Linked DNA regions of Danio rerio: region 2 is linked to region 1. Evidence: chromatin contacts called from public Micro-C data. All regions are on one chromosome and are shown on one strand. The core of a region is the stretch at or near the end of the contact, and the rest is flanking DNA. Distances in the headings are between cores, read along the strand shown. Region 1 holds the start of lcmt1 (leucine carboxyl methyltransferase 1). Region 2 holds the start of gna13a (guanine nucleotide binding protein (G protein), alpha 13a).

The links. Hi-C and Micro-C count contacts between places; a contact is called where the count stands out from the background.
Region 2: a Micro-C map of caudal fin shows a contact between it and region 1, with 8 times the contacts expected there. The contact joins the promoter of gna13a here to the promoter of lcmt1 in region 1. A contact is called at or near these places in 2 of 18 Hi-C or Micro-C datasets (caudal fin and hematopoietic stem cells).

The regions. Positions count from the first base shown.
Region 1 is chr12:22,162,349-22,169,553 of GRCz12tu, reverse strand. It overlaps lcmt1 (leucine carboxyl methyltransferase 1), which reads left to right and starts at 4,584. Exons shown (of 11, transcript NM_001004645.2): 1 at 4,584-4,952; 2 at 5,254-5,345; 3 at 6,448-6,569. The coding sequence starts at 4,867. It overlaps arhgap17a (Rho GTPase activating protein 17a), which reads right to left and starts at 1,744. Exons shown (of 19, transcript NM_001430836.1): 1 at 1,300-1,744. The coding sequence starts at 1,352.
Region 2 is chr12:22,294,950-22,302,154 of GRCz12tu, reverse strand. gna13a (guanine nucleotide binding protein (G protein), alpha 13a) reads right to left here and starts at 2,511. Exons shown (of 4, transcript NM_001012243.3): 1 at 2,190-2,511; 2 at 141-367. The coding sequence starts at 2,469.

The sequences.
Region 1 (7,205 bases), core at 3,335-5,834:
AGTCAAGGGTGAGTAAATTAAGGCATAATTAGCATTTTTAGGTGAACAATACATTTTAACTAAGTTACCATATTAAAATTTAGTAATAAATAAACAGCAATAAACAAAATCCACAAACAGTTAATATTTAAATCATACTATATTAAAGTGTTGGTTCAGTCCAAAATGAAAAATTCTGTCATTAATTACTTACGCTAATGTCATTCTACTTTTAAGTTGATTTATGTGAACAAAGATATTTTATAGCTTCAAAACATTTAGTTTGAACCACTGACACATTGGTTTTGAAAATGTTCTTGGGTCCTTTCTGGGCTTTGAACAATTCAGTGCCCTTGCTGTCTGATGGGTCAAAGAACTCGATTTGATAAAAAAAATTGTTCTAGAGATGAACGAAGGTCTTATTGGTTTGGAATAACAACTTTTAGGGTGAATAATCCATTAAAAATTTGAGTTTGTGGTCAAACTACTGCATAATCTGAGTAATAGTTACACAAAGAATCAAGTTTACTCTTTAGCTAGTTGTTATACTAGTAAGCAATAAATGATTCATGAGTGAATTACTCAGTCGATTGAGAAACAAATCGTTCATAATGGGTTTTGAATAGACCTGACTCAAAAGAATTATTCACAAATCAAAGTACTAATCTTTAGTGCTGTATCTGATAACTAATCTCATAACATGGCCATTAAGATTAAAATAAAATTAGTTTACGGTCAAAAGCTAGGCATACTATCGTCAGACAACTAAGAAATGAAACTGTTTAACTAGCTATAGTTCCATTAAAGCAGTAAATCGCTTGCACTGATTCATTAGTGAATCGTTCAGTCGACTCATAAAAAAAGATCGAACAGAATTATGAGCATGTATTCGATGGCTTCACCGAAAAGATTCGACTCAAATGAATGATTCATTTACGAATCAATCGGTCATTTCTTATCTTGATTAGTTTAACTGATAGCTTATCTTAAACCATGTCCCTTTCAGATTTAGTATTCAATAAACAGTAACGAGGCCGCAACAATCCGAACCGTTAATATACAAATCCATCCCAACATGCAGTTATACAAATTAGAGTTTGTTCGAACAAACAGCTGCGTAAGCGGATTGAAATAATAACAAACTAGGAAAATTAACTGTTAGTTGCTGTTATACTAAACAGTGAATCGAAAATATGTTTTTTAGGCAACTGGTTAATTTGGCTGACGCCTTAACAACATAACATAACAACATGACAGAGCAGCCCGTACCCATCCGTGAGAGGGCAAAAAGCAGCAGAAAAACTTGAAATCTGTACTTGCCTGCCAACTGTTTGATTGGCGAGCTGTCTCATCCGATTAAACTGTTTCTTCATTTTAGTGTCGTCGGCCTCAAAATCCAGTAAAGACGTGTGTTCGTCGATTCCTCATGAGCCAAAAGATCCTTGTGCACGATGGTGAAGTCGTGTGGCTAATTACATTAAAACAGCCCGGTGTACGGTTAGCTCAGGCAGCTAGAAAACTAGCCGAATCGGGAGAGAAAAAAACAGCAGTGTGGAAAAAAGTTAGCTCCGGTGAGTAAGTTAGCGGTGCTCGTTTCATGTCATTCCGTGTTGCAACTGGTCTCATAAGCGGGAGTGAGTGTTTTTCCACGTATGCCAGCAGCCCGTGACAACTTCGGGAAAGAGTGCATGGCAGCGGGCTGATCACTCCATCCGAGTCGGGCACTTTGTGTGCGTGTGTGTGTGTGTGTGTGTGTGTGTTTCAGTGCTCTCATCGGCGCAGCTCCGGGCTGATCATGATGGCATGAACGTGAAAACTGTGGGCTGTCCCAGAACATAGTGCGATGACTATATAAACAGCACTGACAGTCGTCGGTTGTGCTCAAAGATACTGTCTGTGTAGGCAGCTGTAAAGGCTTTGAGACGCAGCCAAATGAAGCTACGTAGAGTTCAGTGTCCACTCGTATTACCAGCTGGGATGACCATGCAGACACTTATTGCATGGAGTGTAGAAGTTTAACATCATAAACATTCTTTTAGAGACGGATTTTTCTGTTTTACACAAAACCACAAATATAAAAAATAAAATAAATAAATAAACAAAGAAAACAAACATTTTAATTATTATTAATTGGGTTAAATGTTATTTGAAAAATATTTAGTTATTATTATTATTATTCATTCATTCATTCATTTTCTTGTCGGCTTAACGTTAGTCCCTTTATTTATCCGGGGTCGCCACAGCAGAATGAACCGCCAACTTATCCAGCACGTTTTTACGCAGCGGATGTCCTTCCAGCCGCAACCCATCACTGGAAAACATCCACACACTCATACACTGTGGACAATTTAGCCTACCCAGTTCACCTATACCGCATATCTTTGGACTCTGGGGGAAACTGGAGCACCCGGAGGAAACCCACGCGAACGCAGGGAGAACATGCAAACTCCACACAGAAACACCAACTGAAACGCGAAACCAGCGACCCAGCGAAAGAAACGCAAACCAGCGACCTTCTTGCTGTGAGGCCACAGCACTACCTACTGCGCCACTGCTTAGCCCATTACTATTATTATTATTATTATTATTATTATTATTATTATTATTATAAGGCCTTTTTATTATCCTACCTACACTATAAACATTCATTATATTAATCATTATGGTATTGTGTTTGAGAATTTTTTTAAAATCATTTATTCATTCATTTTCTTTTTAGCTTAGTCTTTTAGTTTATTATTAATTAGGGATCGCCACAGCGGAATGAACCGCCAACTAATCCAGTATATGTTGTTATGCACCGGGATGCCCTTCCAGCCGCAACCCAGCACTGGGAAACACCCATATATTCTTGCATTCACACACACACACACAGTATGATTTTACGAGAGCATTCATTCACCTACTGTATATACTGCATGTGTTTGGACTGGGGAAAACTTGAGCACCTGAAGGAAACCCACGCCAACATAGGCAGAACATGCAAACTCCACACAGAAATGCCCACTGACCCAGGTAAGGCTCGAACCAGCGACTTTTTTGCTGTGAGGCGACATGCGACAGCGCTATTATTCGAAATTATTCACATATTCTTTTTAAGTAAATCATTTTTTTAAATCATTGATTTTAGCTCATTTGTAATGACTGTCACTTTTTTCCATATATATATATATATATATATATATATATATATATATATATATATATATATATATATATATATATATATATATATATATATTGTCAAAGTTGGCTTATTTATTTTGTGTCTAAAGTAAATAGTTTTTCTTATTTATTGTATTATTTTATAACATTAATTCAATGCTATATTTATGTATTTGCTTTTTTATTTTCAATGTTTATTTATCAAACGTTTAGATTTTTAATTTTGGTTCTTTTTTAATATTTAAAATATTTTGTAAAATCCTCACCTTAGAATGATAAAGTTCTATCTGACATTTTTGTCAAAATTAATTTATTGACATATTCTTATTAAATGACAACTTATTTACATTATGACATGTTTTTTTCTTTAAAGTTAATTACATTTTAAGACTTTTTATTTTAAAAACAAATGTTACACACATACTGTTTGCTATACGGAATGCAAAAACTTTGAAGCTAAATATCTCAAAATCATTCAGAAGGCAGATAACCCCTTATAATTACAAGGTGACAAAATCTTAATCTTTTGTTTTTAGTCAAAACATTTCCTGCTGAGAGTATGACAACAAGGGTTTTTTGTATGTTTGTTTTTTGGTTTTTGTAATTTATATATATATATATATATATATATATATATATATATATATATATATATATATATATATATATATATATATATATATATAGCGTACACTCTGGGTGTCCAAACTCAGTTCTGGATGGCCGATGTCTTGCAAAGTTTAGTTCCAACCCCAATCAGACACATGGGCTAGCTAATCAAACTCTTGCTACGCTTTCTAGAAACATCTTTCCAGGTGTGTTGAGGCTAGTAAGAGCTAAAATCTGCAGAATACCGGCCCTCCAGGACCAAGATTGGACATCCTTGGCGTACACTATCATATTTAGTTTTACTTTTAAAAAACTTTCATTATCATTTATATATATATATATATATATATATATATATATATATATATATATATATATATATATATATATATATATATATATATAGGCTATATATATATATATATAGTAATATAAAGTTTTAAATAAATTTGTGTCTACTCAAAATCTATTATTAACCTTCACATATAAGGGCTTGAATACTGCTCAAACTGATCCCAACCAAATCCTCAACTTTCAACAGGTTTTACAACCCTAAGATCCTGATCACCTGTAAATCTGTAACGTTAGCTAACGGGACATTTCCCCGTTATCAGCATTGACGTGAATGATGAAGAATGCGACATTATTGTGAGCAATGTTAATAAAAACAGGCATTTATAAAAACAACTCAAATGATTTGCAGAATCATACGCGTAAACACCTCGACGTCAACCAATGTAAATCTTACACATAAATGTGAATTAAAATTACGGACATGCGCAGTACGGTCTTCTCGAAATGCATTATGGGAAAGTGTCGTCACCGGAAGTAGATGTAAACATGTGATTGTCAACCGGAGCGCTCGGTGCAGTTTTGCTTCTGTTAAAAACCAGTATGATTTATTGAAATAAATGTGCTTGAAGAAATATTTAAAGTATCAATTGATAATATTGTCAATGACGCAATCTTACGCTGTTGCGCTCTTCGAAAGGAACGCGCTCAGTTTTGCCAACATTTAGGATTTTGTGTTCTCACGAATACAGTAACGTTATGTGTACTTAACGCTGCGTTTATGACTATAATTCATATATTGCTTCAAAACTGCAAGTGTTCATGGCATCCAGACAATCATTTACAGATTCTGACACTGCTGACGAAGCGGTCAGAGCAACTTGCGACGATGCGTCCATATGCAAAAGGTGATGCGCAATAAAATAATGAGAAAACACTGACCCGTATTTCTGAATGCATTGACATTTAGCCACATTTAGCCACACTTAGTTTTTGTGCTTTCACAGAACTGCCATATATGTAAAAAATATACTGCTACTGTCGTGGTTGTGCACAGTGTGGCAGCTATTATTAATATTATATATCAGATATTATGCATAAGTTTTAAGATTATTGATTATTCCAATAATTTTGACAAAATAAGGAGTGTACTTATACGATTCGATGATCATCTATAATAACATTTAAATTTATTGTGTTTGTTTGTAGGTTTGCTACTAGTAAAGGTTACTGGACTGACCTCTACGTCCAGTATTTTGTGAGGCAAATAGGTGAACGGAAAGCACCTGAGATCAACAGAGGTAAGATTGATCGTTTAAATATCTCCTCCTGCCGGTCAATGTGTGCAGTTGCGTTTAGTTAAGGGATAGTTCACCCAAACAACAACCATTTCCTCATCATCATCATTCTAAACATTTATGATTTTTTTATTTACTTCTGTTGATCACAACACAAGATATTCTGAATAATGTTGGAGAAAAGTAGCCACTTTCATCCATAGTAGGTACAAAAAAATATTATGGTGAAGTCAAAGGCTGTTTTTTATGTTTAACACATGCCCCTAGCCAGACTGGTGAATAGGGTGGTTCGCTTTTCTCAAAAAGCAGACCTTTTTTTGCTGATTTACTCCTCATTTTCTATTCTATTATGAGAGTTAAATACTGCATTTTAGTGACATTTTAAGCACCATTTTTAGCTGGATTGGCTTGTTAGATGGTCACCATAACCAAACTTTGTATGTACCAAAAATATTTCCTAAATATTTAGTATAAAGAAATATCAATAAATGTTTATTTTTAAAATACAAATTTATTACATTATATATCATTGGGAAAAAATAAGAATCTGTTTTATATGAAAAACTGTAGCCGATTGTCAGTTATTAGGCAAATAACAAACTGGCCAGCACATCCAAGTGTCCCCAGTCAGAATTTGGCCATTTTAATAATTGTAAAAATAAAACATTATTATAATGTACAGCTTAACAATTTTATCCGCTTTAAAAAAAAAAGTACATTTGAAACTTCTTGGAAAACAAAAATATTCAAAATAGTATTCCAATTAATTTGATATGGGCCACTTTTGATGCTTCACACCTTTTTATTGGTTCTTTTTGTTTGCAAGAAAAAGCTCCGCAATTTAGAATAAAAGTTTCATGTAAAATATTTTCTCTGTTTAAAAACAGTACAGTAGCGAAAGAAGATTTCTCTTACGTCAGATTTTAAAATGAAAATAATTGTTAGCATTGGCCGCTTGCTCTTAAAGCCTTTTTCGATGGGTTATTTTAACTATTTAGAACAAAATACACAAAATAGGACAAATGAGGTAATGTATGGGACAAATTCTGAACCTTTGTCAGTGAGGAGTGGGTCTTCTTTCAAAATGTGTTTATTTTTGATGTAGGTTATTATGGACGTGTCAAAGGGATGAATCTCCTTCTTGACGACTTTCTCAAGAAGACACAATGTGACTGCCAGGTGGTTAATCTTGGGGCAGGACTGGATACTACTTTTTGGAGATTAAAGGTTGATCATTTTGCATTTCACTTTTTTTTTAGATTTATTATTCTGACTGTATAATCACATTACAGTAGCTTGTACTTTTCAAAATAAATGTCTTTTTTATGACTCAATATAACAATTTATTTATTCATCTATCTATCTATCTATCTATCTATCTATCTATCTATCTATCTATCTATCTATCTATCTATCTATCTATCTATCTATCTATCTGTCTGTCTGTCTGTCTGTCTGTCTGTCTAATCTATCTATCTATAGATAGATAGATAGATAGATAGATAAATAGATAGATAGATAGATAGATAGATAGATAGATAGATAGATAGATAATATAATTAAGATATTAACAAAAATAAAAAAATCTATACATTCATATTTATTAAAGTCATAGTTCATGCACAAAATCACATGTACTCTCTATTTGCTCACCCTCAAGTGGTTTCAAACTTGTATCAATTTCTATTATCTGTTGAACGCTAAAGAATATATTTTGAAGAAAGCTGGAAACCTGTAATCGTTGACTCTCATAGTATTTGTTTTTTCTACTGTGGAAGTCAATATTTACAGGTTTTCAACTGTTTCAAAATATATTATTGTGTTTTCAACAGACGAAAGAAACTCAGACAGGTTTAGAACAAG
Region 2 (7,205 bases), core at 1,262-3,761, 130 kb before region 1:
AAGTCCTATGAACAAGATTAGGTGGATTTTAAATACACGATTTCACTTCAGTGACCTAAAAGCAAACGATAAAATGCACATTCATTTACTTGGTCTAATAATCAATACAATGTAATAACGAGCGTAATAATCATATTTACCAGCTGAAACTCTCTTCGTCTGTCATATGCATTCTGAATACCGCTGTCTTGCCATAAGGCACGGATGGCAGGAAGGAAGTTTAAAAAGACTTTCGTTTCCATCATGCCTTTGGCCATCAGGGATGAGCGAGTGTCAAAGGCCATCACTGTCTCTCCATGAGCCTGATTCTCAGGGTTTCCCCAAGGGATGTGCAATTTCTCCCGGGCATCCACCAGCACCCGGACACCTAAACAGACCACGGAATAATACTAATAAGACACATGGTGCAGGTTACTAAAACAGGATTTTTATGAAAAATGTTAATAAAAGTTAAAGAATACTTTGAAGGGAACACAACACGTCAGCATGTTGTTTAAATGTAAATTCAAAGGGAGCACACAATGTGTTAGCAACACTTTAAAGATTGAAAGTACAACTTTAGATTTTACTGATATCCATTATTTTTAACTAATAAAAATTTTTATTTCTGTTTTAAAACACTAAAACATAAAACAGTGCTTGCTGTATCTATGATCACAGAGCAAAGTAACAGCTTGTCAGTATTTTTGTCTTTTTCCCACAATGTAAATGTTTAAAGATTCCAAAATCAAGAAATGTAAAGCAATACTGCATGAGACAATTTTTGCTTTCTACTTGAAAGATTCATCTACAGCCTTAAATTGTGGAAGAGACAAGGCAACTTATAATCACATACATTAAAAATGAATATCTCTCCTTTAACTGATCTATATAAAGAAACCATGTGCAAACAGGTTTACATCTGTTCACTAATGTTGTTTGACTCCAACCCTATGTAAAAGACCACTATAAACATGTCAGATTATTTGTTTTATCCTGTAGGTATTAGTTTATTTAGAATTTTTTTTTACAATTGATATTGTCTAACTGCAAACGTACTGTACTGTTATTTGCTGTAAAGTTTTTTTTTCGTGTGATGTAATTGAATTTTTATTTGAATTTAACTTGTATGTTAATTTAAAAATAAACATACAATAAAAATAAAATAAAAAAACAATAAAATAAAATAAAACAATTGTGAAAGAGCAAATTGAGAATCAAGGCTTCAATTCCAGCAGAAACACTGTATAAAAAGTACATAAGGCTGCTGACATCATGTGCTTTAAAAATCAATTCAATGGAATTACTGTTATGATGGAATTAAATGCATTAAAAACTATACTGTCTTCATACAAACGGGGTCATCATATTTCCCTTTTCTAAGAGGTCAACAAGGCCACACAAGCTCTAGTATCATATAGATTTGTAAAACAGTCAAGTAACTACTAATATGTATTCTAATTTAAGCATTTAAATTGAGAAGTTTGGCAATTTCCTGTCAATTTAAGATCATTTTAGTAGCTAGTAACATCAGAAAACAGTCACTGTACATATAACAAGGAGTTCAAATGAAGTTTTAAATAATTCTGACTGCATTCAGTGTCATGTAATCATTATTCTCGTACGTGGAACTGTATAATAACGATGTTTTTCATCCAACACTGTTGACTACTATCAAGGCAACGGCAAAACTGATTTTGTCAGAAAATGAAACCAAACAAAATTTCCCTCAATACTAAAGTTTTTTTTCCTTAGTTATGTTTCCTGCTTTGTAGTTATTTCAAGAATAAGTGGCATACTGAGATACACTTATCAGAATCTGTAATAAAACAATAATGCATAGAGATGACTAACCCAGACCAAAGTAGGCGCTGTAACGTTATTTTCTCTAACGTTAGTGGCGCCAAGCTAATGAACGTTTTCATATGAAATGTAAACTATTGACACAGATGTAAACGTATTTAAAAAGTCGTTTGACTTCCATTAGTAAAAATGTTTTATTCTGAAAAGTATAACTGATGTTCAACAAGCCCAAGCGCTTAAAACCACTCGCCTTTGCGTCGTCTATGGGTTGGGTGAGTAATCGAAAGTTTACGTAAGTTACGTGAAAGAAATCGATAAACTTCCACCTGCCGCTGCAATAAGATTGAAATTTTTACATTTTTAATAACGAAGATGTCTCATTTGACGTGAAGTTATTGGCGTTGTACCTTTGATAACATTGCTGTAGATTGTAGCCCGGAACTCTTCTTTGGCCCGCTGATCGAAGTCCTGCCCATGAATTATGCGCATTTGTTTGAGGAAAGTTGACTTGCCACTTTCGCCCGCTCCTAACAGCAAGATCTTCACTAGTTTCTTCACATAGGTCTTCTCTCGAGACAGGCTTTTGTCGATCTCCTTAGACTTTCTAATTTGATCTATTTCGCCGCTGGAGAGAAGACAATTGGGAATACAAACTATAGCAGTCCGGGAGGGCAGGAAATCCGCCATCTTTGTAGTAGCGACTTCATGGATACATCACTCGCACTGCACGCGCGGCGCGTTCACGTGTTCGTTACAAATGGGCGGATATCACGGGTGTGGTTTTAATGTTCGGAAATTATTAATACTTTGATGACTATTTATTGTCTCATGATTTATATATAGAAGTTTTTCCTAATAATATGAAAATGAAAATTCAAATGCTCAAAAGATCAATGATAAATCAAACGCTCAAACTATAAATCAGATCCTCAAACCGACTCAGCAAATGGTGAATCAAATCCTTAAACCGACACATAAATAAACTTTTTTAAGAGCCTGCACGGCTATAGACCAAGTCCCTCCACGTGCCTGTTTGTCATCATCTGAGCCAGATGCTGGTGTCATCTCCAGTATAAATCGGTTTCTCAGGCATGGGCAGCCTCATGTCTGACTGCAGCACTGAGGGATGTGATGGCAAAAACAAGTGAAGTCCTGCAGAACTGGCCCAACTGTATGGACATGCAGCAGAACATGGGGTTTTGTCTGAAATACATGAGTACTTGAATAAGTTTGAATAAAGTTTAGTTTCATATCTGGTTGACTTGTTTGTATTCATTTATATTTATTAAGGTTACTATTATTCATTATTTTAATCATACATTAATATTTTCTTTAATTGTTTGTGAATAAATTAACAGTTTAAATAATGTACATAATTTCATATTTTGACTGAATATTAAGATGTACTCACCATGGCTACATTTATCTAGTAACTATTCATGGATGCATTATATATACATACACACACACACACATATATATGGGTGTGAACAGCATTTCTTATTTTTGTAAGTGTTGGGTTGGGTTGTAAAATTTCTCCAAAGAAAGATCTTCAAGCAGTTCTCCGACATCTTTGTGCAGATGCACCAATGTGCCAACATTGGTAAGACTGATTAAAACTATTAGGTAGGGTTATCAAGTTACTGATGCAATTAGGTGTCATTGCTTCTATCCTTGTTATTTTATTTGTATTATTATGGGATTATTATTACAATTATTTTTAATCATTATAATGCAGAAATAGTTTCATGCAGGTTTAGGGAAATATTGATGTCTCTTAAACTATTAACAAAAACAGCAAAAAGAGAACAAATATAATGGATTTTTCTTTGATATAAGAATGTTTGATTATATAATCAAACAAGACAGGAAAACAAGATTTAAGCATGCTCTACTTGTTGATGAAAGATGTTACAAAGTGCCTTTGTTCCTTGTTCACAATATTGAGAGTCTTGCATTGTAGTTGAATGTTGTCAGTTCTTGTTTAAGAATGCTGTGGATTGCATTATTACCCCAGTGACCTCCAGCTTGTTTTTGAGTGCCCTTGGATCATTAGCAAAGACTTTTTGTTTGATGCAATCTCTTTTATGTGTGCTTATGTAAAAATCTATTTAAGTGCAAACTCTCTCTACATAGGAACTAACAACTATAACCCTGAAGTGAAACATGGCTGATAGTGACATCCAATGCAGCTTTCAATAAAATCAACAACTGAAGGATGGAGGATGCTGTAATCCAAGCTATATTTTTTTGTGAGTATCATGATAAAGGAGAAGAAATGCGTATCCGACAGAAAGTATGTTTGTGAGACTTAGGCTGCATTTACACTGCATGATTCAAGTGACTTTAAGATTTTTTTGTCCCATGTGGTACAGATCGGATATGGCCCATGTACGTATAAGGAGGAAAAAAATCACATTGATTCCGATTTACTCAAATCAAATTCAGGCCTTGTCCGTGTGTAAAAATGTATCCAATATGAATCGGATCTGGGGCGAAGCAGTGGCTCAGTAGGTAGTGCTGCCTCCTCACAGCAAGATGGTCGCTGGGTCACTGGTTCAAGCCTTGGCAAAGTTGGCGTTTCTGTGTGGAGTTTGCATGTTCTCCCTGTGTTTGCGTGGGTTTCCACCAGGTGCTCCGGTTTTCCCCACAAGTCCAAAGACATGCGGTACAGGTGAATTGGGTTGGCTAAATTGTCCGTAGTGAGTGTGTGTGTGAATGTGTATTTGAATGTTTCCCAGAGATGGGTTGCAGCTAGAAAGGCATCCACTGTGTAAAAACTTGCTGGATAAGTTGGCGGTTCATTCCGCTGTGGTGACCCCGGATTAATAAAGGGACTAAGCCGACAAGAAAATGAATGAATGAATCGGATCTGGGTCCTCTCATTTGCAGTGCAAGCAGAAAGATTGGATTTTCACCTGTTAATGCAAGTCACACGTCAATAAAAACCATGTCGAATGACGTCAAGTCTCGCTTTCATTTCATAAGAGACTTCAGCTTTCATTTCAGAACAGACTTCAGCACAGTCCCAAACCTTAAATCTCATACACGAGGACTAAAAGCTTTTATATAGTCATATTATATTAGCATGTCACTTGCATGTTTCTAGTAAAATAGCATGCATGCCGTTATGAATTTAGTATGAATGCTTGCTAGTATAATTAGTATGTTTGTTAGTATGTTTCTATGAATCAGTATGTCGTTAGTAAGAGTTGTTAGTATGTCCAATGTAAAGTCAATGGCAGTTTTTTACAATAGAAGTCTTTGGGACAGTTGCTAGGATGCCATAAGTGGTAAGGAGTGGTTAGTAAGTTGAAAGGTCATCAGTGATTGGCAGATTGGTAGTCTGAGTTAAATGAGCATAACCTTAAGTCTGTATGACAGTCTGTCGGAAGGTTGTGATTTTCTCAATCCACCACCCAGCTAGCAATGACATGTGGGGCCCAGATGAGGGCTTTATTGGTGTCAAATGTGGGCCCCATCATGGGCTTGCACCCGGGATTCACATTGGGGCCAGCCGTGGAAGCCCAGACGTACTAAAAATGGGACCTGTAGGGTAAGGGTACTGGATGGGTCCTCACTGGGCAATTCATGCCAAACCCATTTTGGCCCCACCTGCCCAAAGGGGTTTAAAGTCAGTTTGCACCCGTTGATGCCCAGATGGGTTTTAAGTGGGATCTGTGAGGGTCTTATATGGGTCTTAACCGGGCAATTGATGAAAGACCCATTTGGGCTCCACCTGCTTAAAGGGTTTAAAATGGGCTTGCACCCAGGATCAGCACGGGGGCCAGCCATGGATGCCCAGATGGGTTTTAAGTGGGATCTGTAAGGGTCTTATGTGGGTCTTAACCAGGCAATACATGTCAGACCCATTTGGGGCCCACCAGTCTGAAGGGGTTTAAAGTGGGTTTGCACCCGGGATCCACATGGGGGCCTGCCATGGATGCCCCGTAAGAGTTTTAAGTGGGATCTGTGATAGTCTTATGTGGGTCTTAACCAGGCAATTGATAAAAGACCCATTTGGGCCCCACCTGCTTAAAGGGTTTAAATGGGCTTGCACCCAGGATTCACACGGGGACCAGCCATGGAAGCCCAGAAGGGTTTTAAGTGGGATCTGTGAGGGTCTTATGTGGGTCTTAACTGGGTAATTAATGTCAGACCCATTTGGGCCCTACCTGCCTAAAGGGGTTGAAAGTGGGCTTTCACCAGGATTCAACCGTGGATGACCATATGGGCTTGAAGTGGGCTCTGTAAGCATCTTATATTGGTCCTTACTGGGCAATCGCAATATTTGTGGAATAAAGTAAAGTAAACACTGTTGTTTATTGTGTACAATATTTATTAATAATATACATTAAAATATATCGATGAAGATGTTCAAAAAGACGTTAATAACAATAACATCCGTCGTAAACATATATGGCTTGTCTAGATTGTGTGTCCTAGATTGTGTGTGCCTAAAACGTGTGTGGTTCTGCGGAGCTGCAGCTGGATATTATTGGATTAAAGCCTCGTTTCGCCGGACACATAAGTGATGAAGCGCCGTTACTCCCTAGAGGTCAGAATCTCCGCTATCTATTAAACAAACGCATATTTGAGTTTAGAAGAACTACATTCTCGCATGAAAAACTGTTAAAACTTCATTTTCGTGACATATTAAACGCAATTTTTATAATAATTAGCTGGGCTTTCTCATCCGCCATTACTATTTGCTTGTTGGTGTAAAATTAATTCTGGGAGAAAAATATATTAATTCTCAAAGCACTTCAAACAAACTTTATTCTTATTGTTAAAGTCAGATATATGTAATAATTTTGCTGGTAAAGTCAATAAAAATACAATATTATTATATTGTAATCAATATCACGTTTGCTGTGGTTCAGTTCAGCAATCACACGACACTGAATAATGTAATGTAATGTAGTTTAAAAGAATTAACCAAGTGACTTTAGTTGTAGGTTCTTATGTCACGCTATTCGTTAACAAATGGTATTGTTGTGCTTTTAACCCGACACTATCGGTGTAATAAGTGTCTGTGGAGGCGTAAAAAAGGGCACACAACAACCGAAATCCATTCCAAATGTTTACTTAAATAACACCTTCACAGTAGCGGGTAATGCTCTTGCCCAGAGCAGAACGGTTTATTGACAATCCACACTGGAACCTGTGAGCATACTACTGAACTAACATCACATACAACTCCCACATCACTCCCACGTGATGACAAAACAGCAATGGGATTGGCTAATGCACGCAACGTAACGTAACGTAGCCGTAAGATTAATAAAAGTCCTCTTTTCTGTTTACTATAAAACACTTCCAAAAATTAAAAATCATGTACAAGAGAAATTTTATGAAAGTCTACAAATATATACTGATGGATCAAAAGACCCAGTCACAGGAGTTTCAGGCATAGGTGTATA